Regions from separate parts of the Rattus norvegicus genome. Here region 1 is linked to region 2. A link is a contact called in public Hi-C data. All regions are on one chromosome and are shown on one strand. The core of a region is the stretch at or near the end of the contact, and the rest is flanking DNA. Distances in the headings are between cores, read along the strand shown. Region 1 has its middle 200 kb from the start of Bmper. Region 2 overlaps Bbs9 (Bardet-Biedl syndrome 9).

The links. Hi-C and Micro-C count contacts between places; a contact is called where the count stands out from the background.
Region 1: a contact with region 2 is called in a Hi-C map of kidney, with 4 times the contacts expected there. The contact joins two enhancer-like sites. A contact is called at or near these places in 3 of 12 Hi-C or Micro-C datasets (Schwann cells, kidney and psoas muscle).

Annotation. Positions count from the first base shown.
Region 1 is chr8:29,807,885-29,812,227 of GRCr8, forward strand. No RefSeq gene overlaps it. Among named protein-coding and RNA genes, the nearest start is that of Bmper, 200 kb to the right of the region's middle. Within about 2 kb of position 1,872, at least 6 of the 93 cell types and tissues checked have an H3K27ac peak or open chromatin away from gene starts, as enhancers often do.
Region 2 is chr8:29,558,756-29,562,998 of GRCr8, forward strand. All of the region lies in intron 19 of Bbs9 (Bardet-Biedl syndrome 9), which reads left to right. Among named protein-coding and RNA genes, the nearest start is that of Bbs9, 270 kb to the left of the region's middle. Within about 2 kb of position 2,631, at least 2 of the 93 cell types and tissues checked have an H3K27ac peak or open chromatin away from gene starts, as enhancers often do.

The DNA of each region.
Region 1 (4,343 bases), core at 622-3,121, 250 kb after region 2:
CCAACCCAGGTTTCCTGTCCATCCTAGCTGTTGACCTTGAGGGGTTTACCTCACTAGCCGGTGTTTTAGCTGTTACCCCTGTGCAGAAAGAATACTAATAAAATATATTAGTAAATTAGTAATGCAGCAAAGTAGTAAAGCAATAATATGCAATGAAAATAGAAAAGTAAACTTTAAAGGTGACGTTGAATCAGCCAGAATTCCGCACATGGTACCGATTAGACGGATATGATTGATATACAGTTGTATAAGTGGATGGGACAAAAGAATAATTTAGAAAAGAATTCTGAACACTCTTCATTTGCTATTTACCTGTGTCTCGTCACCTTGGTTTCTAATTTAGGTGACCGAAACGCGTTTAGTGGGTCTCCCCATGGTAGTAGATGGTTGTCCTTCAGGAGGTTACTGGCTTGCCTTCCTCACCCCAGAGTTGGAGCAGTGTAAACTGCTAAGTCCGGGCTCCCCAGAACCCTTCTGTTCTCACACCAGTTGGACCTTTGGCTGACTTTCCTGGGGCAAGGCTATAAACTCCTTTTACAGATTGAAAGATTTTTATTCTGAAAATATTATTTTCCCTTGCCTTTCCAAAGAGGAGCTCTTGCTTCTCCTCTGAGCTCTCTTTTGGAAGCCTTCATGGTTTTAGTGTAGATGTTCTAAGGGCAGGGGTGGGGGGTGGGGGGTGAGATGAAAGAGAGTCTGAGCTGAGGGAGGTGAGGAGGTTTTTTTTTTTTTTTTCCAAATGCAAATATGTGATAAAATATGTGGCTTTGTTTATTTTTGTATATCTAAATGTTAGAAATGCTAACTTGAGCTGAACCGTTTAACATGCCTAATCGGAGGCAGATGGAATGGTCAGTGAATTATTTCTGTAAACCACTTCTGTTGGCAGGCAGGCTTTCATTCTCATTCCATTCTGGAGACCACTGCAGGTTTGGCCAGAGCGAGCTGGTGCCGGACTCTGCTTCAGTGACATATGCCTCCGCTCCCCCGCTCCCCCGACACACAACACAATCACACGTTTTCTCCAGCCCGGAGAACCACTTTTGTAACTAATTGGAGCAGACAGGGTGTTGCAGGGAAACCACGAGCACAGCAGAGCGTCCGGGTGGATATTCATCCCCGCCAGTCCTTTAACAAAGTGAACAATTGCTCAAATAATTATTTCCTGCTGTGGGCTCCCCCTCCGCCTCTTTTTTTTTTTTAAATGCTTTGTTTGTTAAATCCTATTTTCCTTCCTACTTTCCTGTTGACTGCAGCTAAATTGAATTCGGTCCAATCCATCTCACACTGGGTCAGCAAAATGCCTTGCTAGGGAGTTAACCCTTTCAGTGCTGCCTTTTATTCCCAGAGCAAAGGAAGAGACGCATTGGTTGGGGTTGGGGGCGGGGGTGGGGCAGGGCAAGAAATGAGGTGGACATGGAATTTGTTCTATTAGGATCATGACCAGTTTTGATAAAAGAAGTCCGAGGCTCTGCTCCTGCTGCCAGTGAGAATTCAGACTGTGTTTGCAGGTGGGTGGTGCACCCTAAGGGAGGGGGGCGGGGTCGCTTTTGCACAAATGCTTTCTCTAGAAATGTGGCACAGATTTGAAATGAAGGGCATGTCAACAAAAATTTTAGAGTGAAGGCAATCACGTCGGGGGTAACAGAATTAATAGAGTGGCTTGAATTAAAAGGCGGAGGAGAGGGCAACTCTGTGTCACATCTTAAAGCCATTAGGGGTAGGAGGAGCATTCTCATCTGTGGTTTCTCATTGTTTGAAGACTTGGGGTGTTGTGTGGCTGAGATCAGATGGCTGGGGGCTGCTGAGCAGTGTGAGCTGCGAGATCCCTCGATGTCTAACCCAGGGAAGAGAAACAGCTGCGGGGACACCCCAGCCAACATCAACAAGTGCTGGAGAGCATGTAGTGGCTCCTGTCCTCCATTGTGTGAAAACTGTCCCCATCCGGAGAGAGTTTAAGGGGCTGTGTGTAAGCAGAGCTGGTGTCAGGAGCTGCACTTGGCTGTCGCTCTCTCCTGGCCCGAACTGCAGCTTATGTTTCTGCAGGTGTAATGTCAGAGTCCAGGCATTTTCCTAGGTGATGGATGGGCTCGGGTTTCCCTCCTTGGATACATGTGAGGTTTAGTTCTCCCTGCCACGTACAAGCGTGTGATCGAATGTTGACAATTTCTGCCTGTACAACTCACCCTCCGTATTTCCCAACTCAGGATCTGGGAGTTCAACCAGGTATGTACCTCGAGTCGTCAGGCCCTAGATGGTTGGTGTGGTACTACCGGGACCCTTACAGAGTGTTTCTCTTGCCATCATTAAACACTACGGTCTATCACTTAGTCACATGGTGTTCATATGGCACCAGGTACAGACCACTGAGGGTGTGTACAGCTTCCATGGAGTCATAAAACAAATTTCCAGCCGACCTCAAGGGCTTACTTAAAAATGGTCTTGCTGGGATGTTTTTCTCCTTCAGGCGTCATGTGTGGGGAAGTATCTTCTAGACGTTCTACGCTTACTATGTCATCTTTCCCTGAATAACATGGGCACACATCTTGCTTAGTTTCTACAAGACTGAGCTCTACAAGACTGAATTTCTTAATGTTTACAAATGCTTTCCGTGTATCTCCTACCGGTGTGTACCTCAAACCATAGCTCTCCAAAGGCAGAAGTGAAGAGATCAATAGTTTGAGGCCAGTCTGAGCCACATAAGAAGGTCCAGCCTCAAAAAAAAAAAAAAAAAAAAAAGGACAGTGCGGTTTAGTGGTAAAGCATTTTCCTCTACAGGACCTTGGGTTTGGTTCCCACATACACGCACACCACCATAAACCTATTCGAGAATATTATTTCTGCTTTATCATATAATTTGCTGCTTCCCAAAATTCATTATTAAACCTTTGACTATGCCTACAGAATGTTTTCTCCTATCTAAAGAGTTTTGTTACTATGTTTTTTCTTTTTATTTATTTATTTATTTATTTATTTATTTATTTATTTATTTATTTATTTATTATGTATACATCATACAGCTTTCTGCCTGCATGTATGCAACTACAGGCCAGAAGAGGGCACCAGACCTGATTATAGGTGGTTGTGAGCCACCATGTGGTTGCTGGGAATTGAACTCAGGACCTCTGGAAGAGCAGTCAGTGCTCTTAACCTCTGAGCCATCTCTCCAGCCCGTTACTATGTTTTTTCGAGTGAGAGCTGTTGGGTTTATCGTATGGCTGCAGAGGCTGTACCGTAGTTAAAAGGGCTTTCCCTTCTCATTCTGGCTATATAATAGAAAATTCCCCTTTTATCTGTAAAGTTGTAAACCGACAAAGATAGAAGTTGGGGGAATTAAAAACTCAGATTTTTTTTTTTTAATCTGAGGCATCATCAGATCCGAGAGACAACTTTCCAGGAATGTAGACTTCTAAAACTGACCCCAGAAAAGAGAGAGAATCCAAACCAATATATTCCCACAGAAGATGTAAAGTTGTCAGAAAGCAGTCCATCACAGAAACATCAGGCTCAAAATGTTTCATGGGGAATTCTAACACATCATTGTATTAAAAAAAAAATTCCATAGCTTAGAAAACAAGCAAACAAACAAAACAGACCAGAAAACGGAGCAAAACACACAAATATCCAAATTTTACAATATAACTTACAATTTTAACTATTGACGGAAAAACCCAAAGATTGCAAAATAGTTCTTTTGTGTTTATCTTAAAATTCTAAGATAGAAAGCACTAGAACAGAAACATAGCTACTTAATGTCCTCAGTAGTGGAGTCCTGCTTCTCTAGAGGAACAGAACCAACCAAATTAATATAAGAAGGAATTTTGTGTTATGTCAGATGGGCGGCGGTGGGGGGGGGGGTCCTACTATGGCTGTCAGCACCGTGGAGAGGCTGAGAACCCGGAAGCTGCTTAGTCACAGCACCAGGTGCCTCAGGAATCTTGATATCGCACTGAAGGTCTAGAGCGTTCCTGGGGAGTCACTGGTCTAGAGTCACATTGGAAGGACAAAGGAGCTGGGTTCCAATGTCAACAGAGAAGGGCAGTGGCAGAGACAGCAACAGTGTGGATGCGCTGACCAACAGGAGTGAGTGCAGGCAGGCAACAGCATTTCCCTTCTTTCCTCAAACCCATTTATATCTGTGCTGATGCTGGAAGACCATCCCACTCTGGGTCAGGGTCTTCTGCCTTCATTTAGTTCTTCCAGGAAATAACCTCGCAGACCACCTGGGGGGTGTGTTTCTTAGTCATCCTAGATCTAATCAAGCTGGCAATCATGATTAACTGTCGCAGTGTGTAGGATGGATTACATAATTGAGAAATATACAAGTGAGATTGTTTCTTTCT
Region 2 (4,243 bases), core at 1,381-3,880:
AGTTGGAGGCCGATGTAAATTACTTTTCATCAAGAAAGTCTCATTCTGAATATTGACTGCGGGCGTTTGGGAGTGGGGTGGGGGTGGGGAGTGTGCCATTGCTAGCCACTGGATAAAACAGGTATAGTCACTCGGCTACTTCCCAGTAAACTGCAAAACGACCTGCTCTAATGCAGCTCGGGTTAAAACACACAACAAGCAGGTAACCTCTACTCTTCCGAAGAGTCAGATTAGGTGTGACCAGGGATTACCACGCTGTTATGGTAGCTGAAGATAGATCATTCAGTTTGCTTAGAAGTACTGAGGGAAAAGAAATCTAGCTCTAAGAGCATTATGCAAATGCAGAATTAATAATGTTTAAAAACGCTCCCTCTACCTTATCACGATCAATGGATGTACACAACAATCTTTTAAACACGGGGACAAATGTTTGGTGTGTGTTTGTAAACTCAAACCCTTTTATTAGGTAAAATATTGTTAAGGGACCCTGGAAATTTGTAACTGTCTATGAGAGCGTTTCGCTCAGCTGTAGCAGGATCTCGCCATACTTGGTGATTGTTTTGTAGAGAACATCAGGGAATGTTCCAGCAGAGTGCAGCAAAAGCCAGTGGTTGCAAAACAAACTCGTGTCTTTGCTTAGGCCGAAGTGTGGGAGGAATTTTACATTTAGGAACAAGTTGTGGAAACCTCAGGGACCCGGAGCAGGGCTTTCTGTGTGCAGCCGCTGCCGCTAGGATGCTCCTGCGTGTCCGAGACACTTTTCTGCTCAACCAGCAGCGGGTCTTTCTGGAAGGAACATAGCAACGGTGCCATACAGCGTGGAAAAATTCAGCATGGCATATCTCAACATGACAAAGAATTCTACATCAGAAAATACAGATATGGAGAAAGACATAGCCACCACCCAAATCTAGCCACTGAAACTACATAATTTCCATTTGGTATACATGCCTTCAGGTTTGTGAATATGTGCTATTACGTATAAAATCTAAGCGTACAGATACTTTTAAATGGGGCCATGTGGTTTATCATGCTTGGAGTGTTTTCTCCCTGTACATGCAAGTCATGTATGTGCTCATGGTGCTCTGTACATGTGAGTCGTGCATGAGCTCCTGCTCTGTACATGTGAGTCGTGCATGACCTCCTGGTGCTGTAGACTTAGGAGCTGCCGTTGCTCTTCACCAGCCGCTGTGCTTGGGTGCACTTGCTCTTTGGAAAGCACGGGCCACACTGCTTCCCAGAGCGTGCAGGAGACTCCTGTCGCCCCATGATGAAGCAGCATCACGGATGCTGGAGATTCCCGTGTGCGTGGAGTCTGTCTTCACTGCCGCAGACCGGCTGCTTTTCTTGTGTTGGTAATTCACTTTGAGATGCTTCTCTTTCTGGTTTCTAGCCAACTTGGTTTTTAGAGAGAGAGGGAGATATGTTACTAGTGTATGATTTCACCGTGGTGATACTTAAACCGTGTTTGGAACTTTGAGATATATTAGTTAAGAAAGAAAACAGGGGTGCAAGTTTTATTACTTTCCATCACAAAGCCTTTATTTTACTCCAACTCATGCTTTAAAAAGAATAATTGTTAAGATCTATTACACGCATCTGTGAAATTCTCAAAGAATTAAAAATGTTACATAAAATAATATTATTTTCTATTTATGCCATGATGCTTTAGGAAAAGGCCCAGAGAAATGGCTTAAAGATTTAAAGCACGTTCTGCTCTTTTGATTCCCAGCACCTGTATTGGCCAGCTTTTAATTACCCGTGATGTCAGCTCCGGGGATCCTCAAGGAGACCTGCAAGCACACGGCAAACTGAACACAGACACAAACACATGTTCATAGATAACAAAAATACATTTTAAAGAAAAGAGTCAAATTACTGTATTTGGCTTCCAAGACAAAAGAGCTGATTATCAGAGAAACTATTAGTCCTTAGAGAACATAAAGAATAGACTCTATTCACTTTGTCTATTAGAATATCTGTTTGAAATATGGTTGGCACAGGAAAGCCTATGAAGAAATCTTACGCAGGATGACCCAGTGAATGACTGTCCATTAGAAGTGGGTGGCACTTCCTAACTGGCTAGCACGGTGCTCACAGTGAGGGTCTGGAGCCAAGAGGCACAGGCAGTGGAAGATAGAGACAGTGGGCGAGATGCTGGAAGTGCTGGCCTAGGGTCTGAAGCGTTAGCAAGCTTGCTTGTACCACGTGATTGGCAGCTAAGGCATAGGCGCACTGGTCCCGCTCAGTGCACACACGGTCTGCAGGCTGGAGCAGCAGCAGTCTCGGCCTGTAGAAACACTGTGTGATGGGTGTGATGGGTCCGACTCGTGTTGAGTCAGGGCCCTGGCTGAGATACTTAGTAGGGCATCACATTGTTTGAAGCAAATAAGGAGGGGCATAACCCATGTAGGTACCAAAAAAGCTCAGAAATTCCCTCCACTGTTTTCCGAGTGGATAAACTTCAAACCTGCATCTGCTTTAGAAAATAACCGAAAAGGCCCAGAGACAGCAAACTTGCAAGAGTGTGTATCCCAGCCAGAGCACCAGGCGGCTGACTGTAGTGTCTGCTCTTCCTTTCAAGGTTGAGTTATGTCAGTTTCCCTCACACTACCGAGATCTGAGGTGGGGCAAGCAGCCACCAGGGGGCAGCTGCAATCAGAGAGAAGCTGAATGTGCACTTGAAAAATGAAGAGAGAATTCTAAGTAGATCAGGTTCTGACAGGTGGGAGAGTGAAAAGGACCCTACCAACTAACGTCAAAGGACAGCATCGATGTTTACAGAACTGGGACCAGCTTCTTAGCAGGAGCTATGCTTTGCTTTGAGCCGTTGGGTGTTTTTTGGTTTTTTAAAATTGTTGTTACCTTATTTTCTGCAGCCCCTGGTAACGCAGGCTTTTCAGACACTAAGCAAGGATGACTGATTTTTCTCAGTATTTTTACCTGTATGTTACATATAGGTGCAGACTTTTATTTTTGAAAATTCAATCTTTTCAATTCTATGTCTGAGGAATAATTTTAAAAAGTGTTTTGTGTATGTGTGTGTGTTGTATGTGTGTTGTGTGTGCGTGTGTGTATGTGTGTATGTGTGTGTGTGTGTGTGTGTGTGTGTGTGAGTGTGCATGCCTGCAATAACTATTAATGAAAAAAGAGGCCATAAAATTGGAGGAGAGTGGGGAGAGATGTATGGATGGGTTTGTAGGGAAGAATGGAGAGGGCGAAACATAATTAGATTACAATCTCAAAAATAAATAACAAAAAGAAGCAATGTATTCAGGAACATAGAAACCCTACATGGTATATAATTCTAAAACAGAGAAACTCCTGTTCACCATTCTTCCAAAACCAGAGAGTGACAGGTTCCCACAGAGCACTTCTTCCTGTCAGCCTCGGTGGTGCTACTCCGAGGTGCGCTCTTTATGCCTTAGTGGTTTTTGTGTTTCCTGGGGTTTCATCTAGGAAAGAACATTAAACAAATACAGATTCCTGCTCTCAACCCTGCATTCTGTTCATTTCAAAAAAGAGAAATGTTATTTAAAAGTTTCTTTGGTAATTCTGATGAAAGTTTCAGACAAATGCCTGGCAACTCTCCTAACGCATAAGAAACCGGCACTGATGAGAGAACTTCTCAGAACTTCAAGAAAAAGGCTTGGTTGATGAAGTGCATGCTGTGTGCTTTGCAAACATGAGGACCTGACTTTGGGTCCCTAGCTCCAACACAGTAGGGGTTTGCCACCTGCTCTTCTGATCTTGGCATAAGGGGAGGTGGATGGGAGGATCCAAGCTATCACTTGCCGACCAGCTAGTCTCTAAGTTCAAGGACAGACTCGGCCTCAAAGAATTAGAACTGTTACCTTACTCACACACAAACATACACATACACATGTGCATGTCCATGCACATACACACAGATACACACAGGCACATGTGCACACACACATATACACAGGCATGCATATGTGAAATAAGTCTTTAAAAACATCTCAAAAATGGCCCATGAAATGAGGTTTAGAAAGCAGTTTTCGTATAACTTCACAGAAGAATTTAATCTGTGTGCCACGTTTTCAAGGACTTTCCTGGATGATTTTTTTCCCTTCTCCTTTTGAGACGGTCTCTCTGGAAAGGAAGCACAAACTTGTAACATTTGGTTTTAACCTGTGGGGATGAAATTGTGCTTTCTCACCTCACGGCTACTAAGATGTAGCAGGCCGGAGCCGTGCGGGGTTGCAGTGCCTGACTTGAC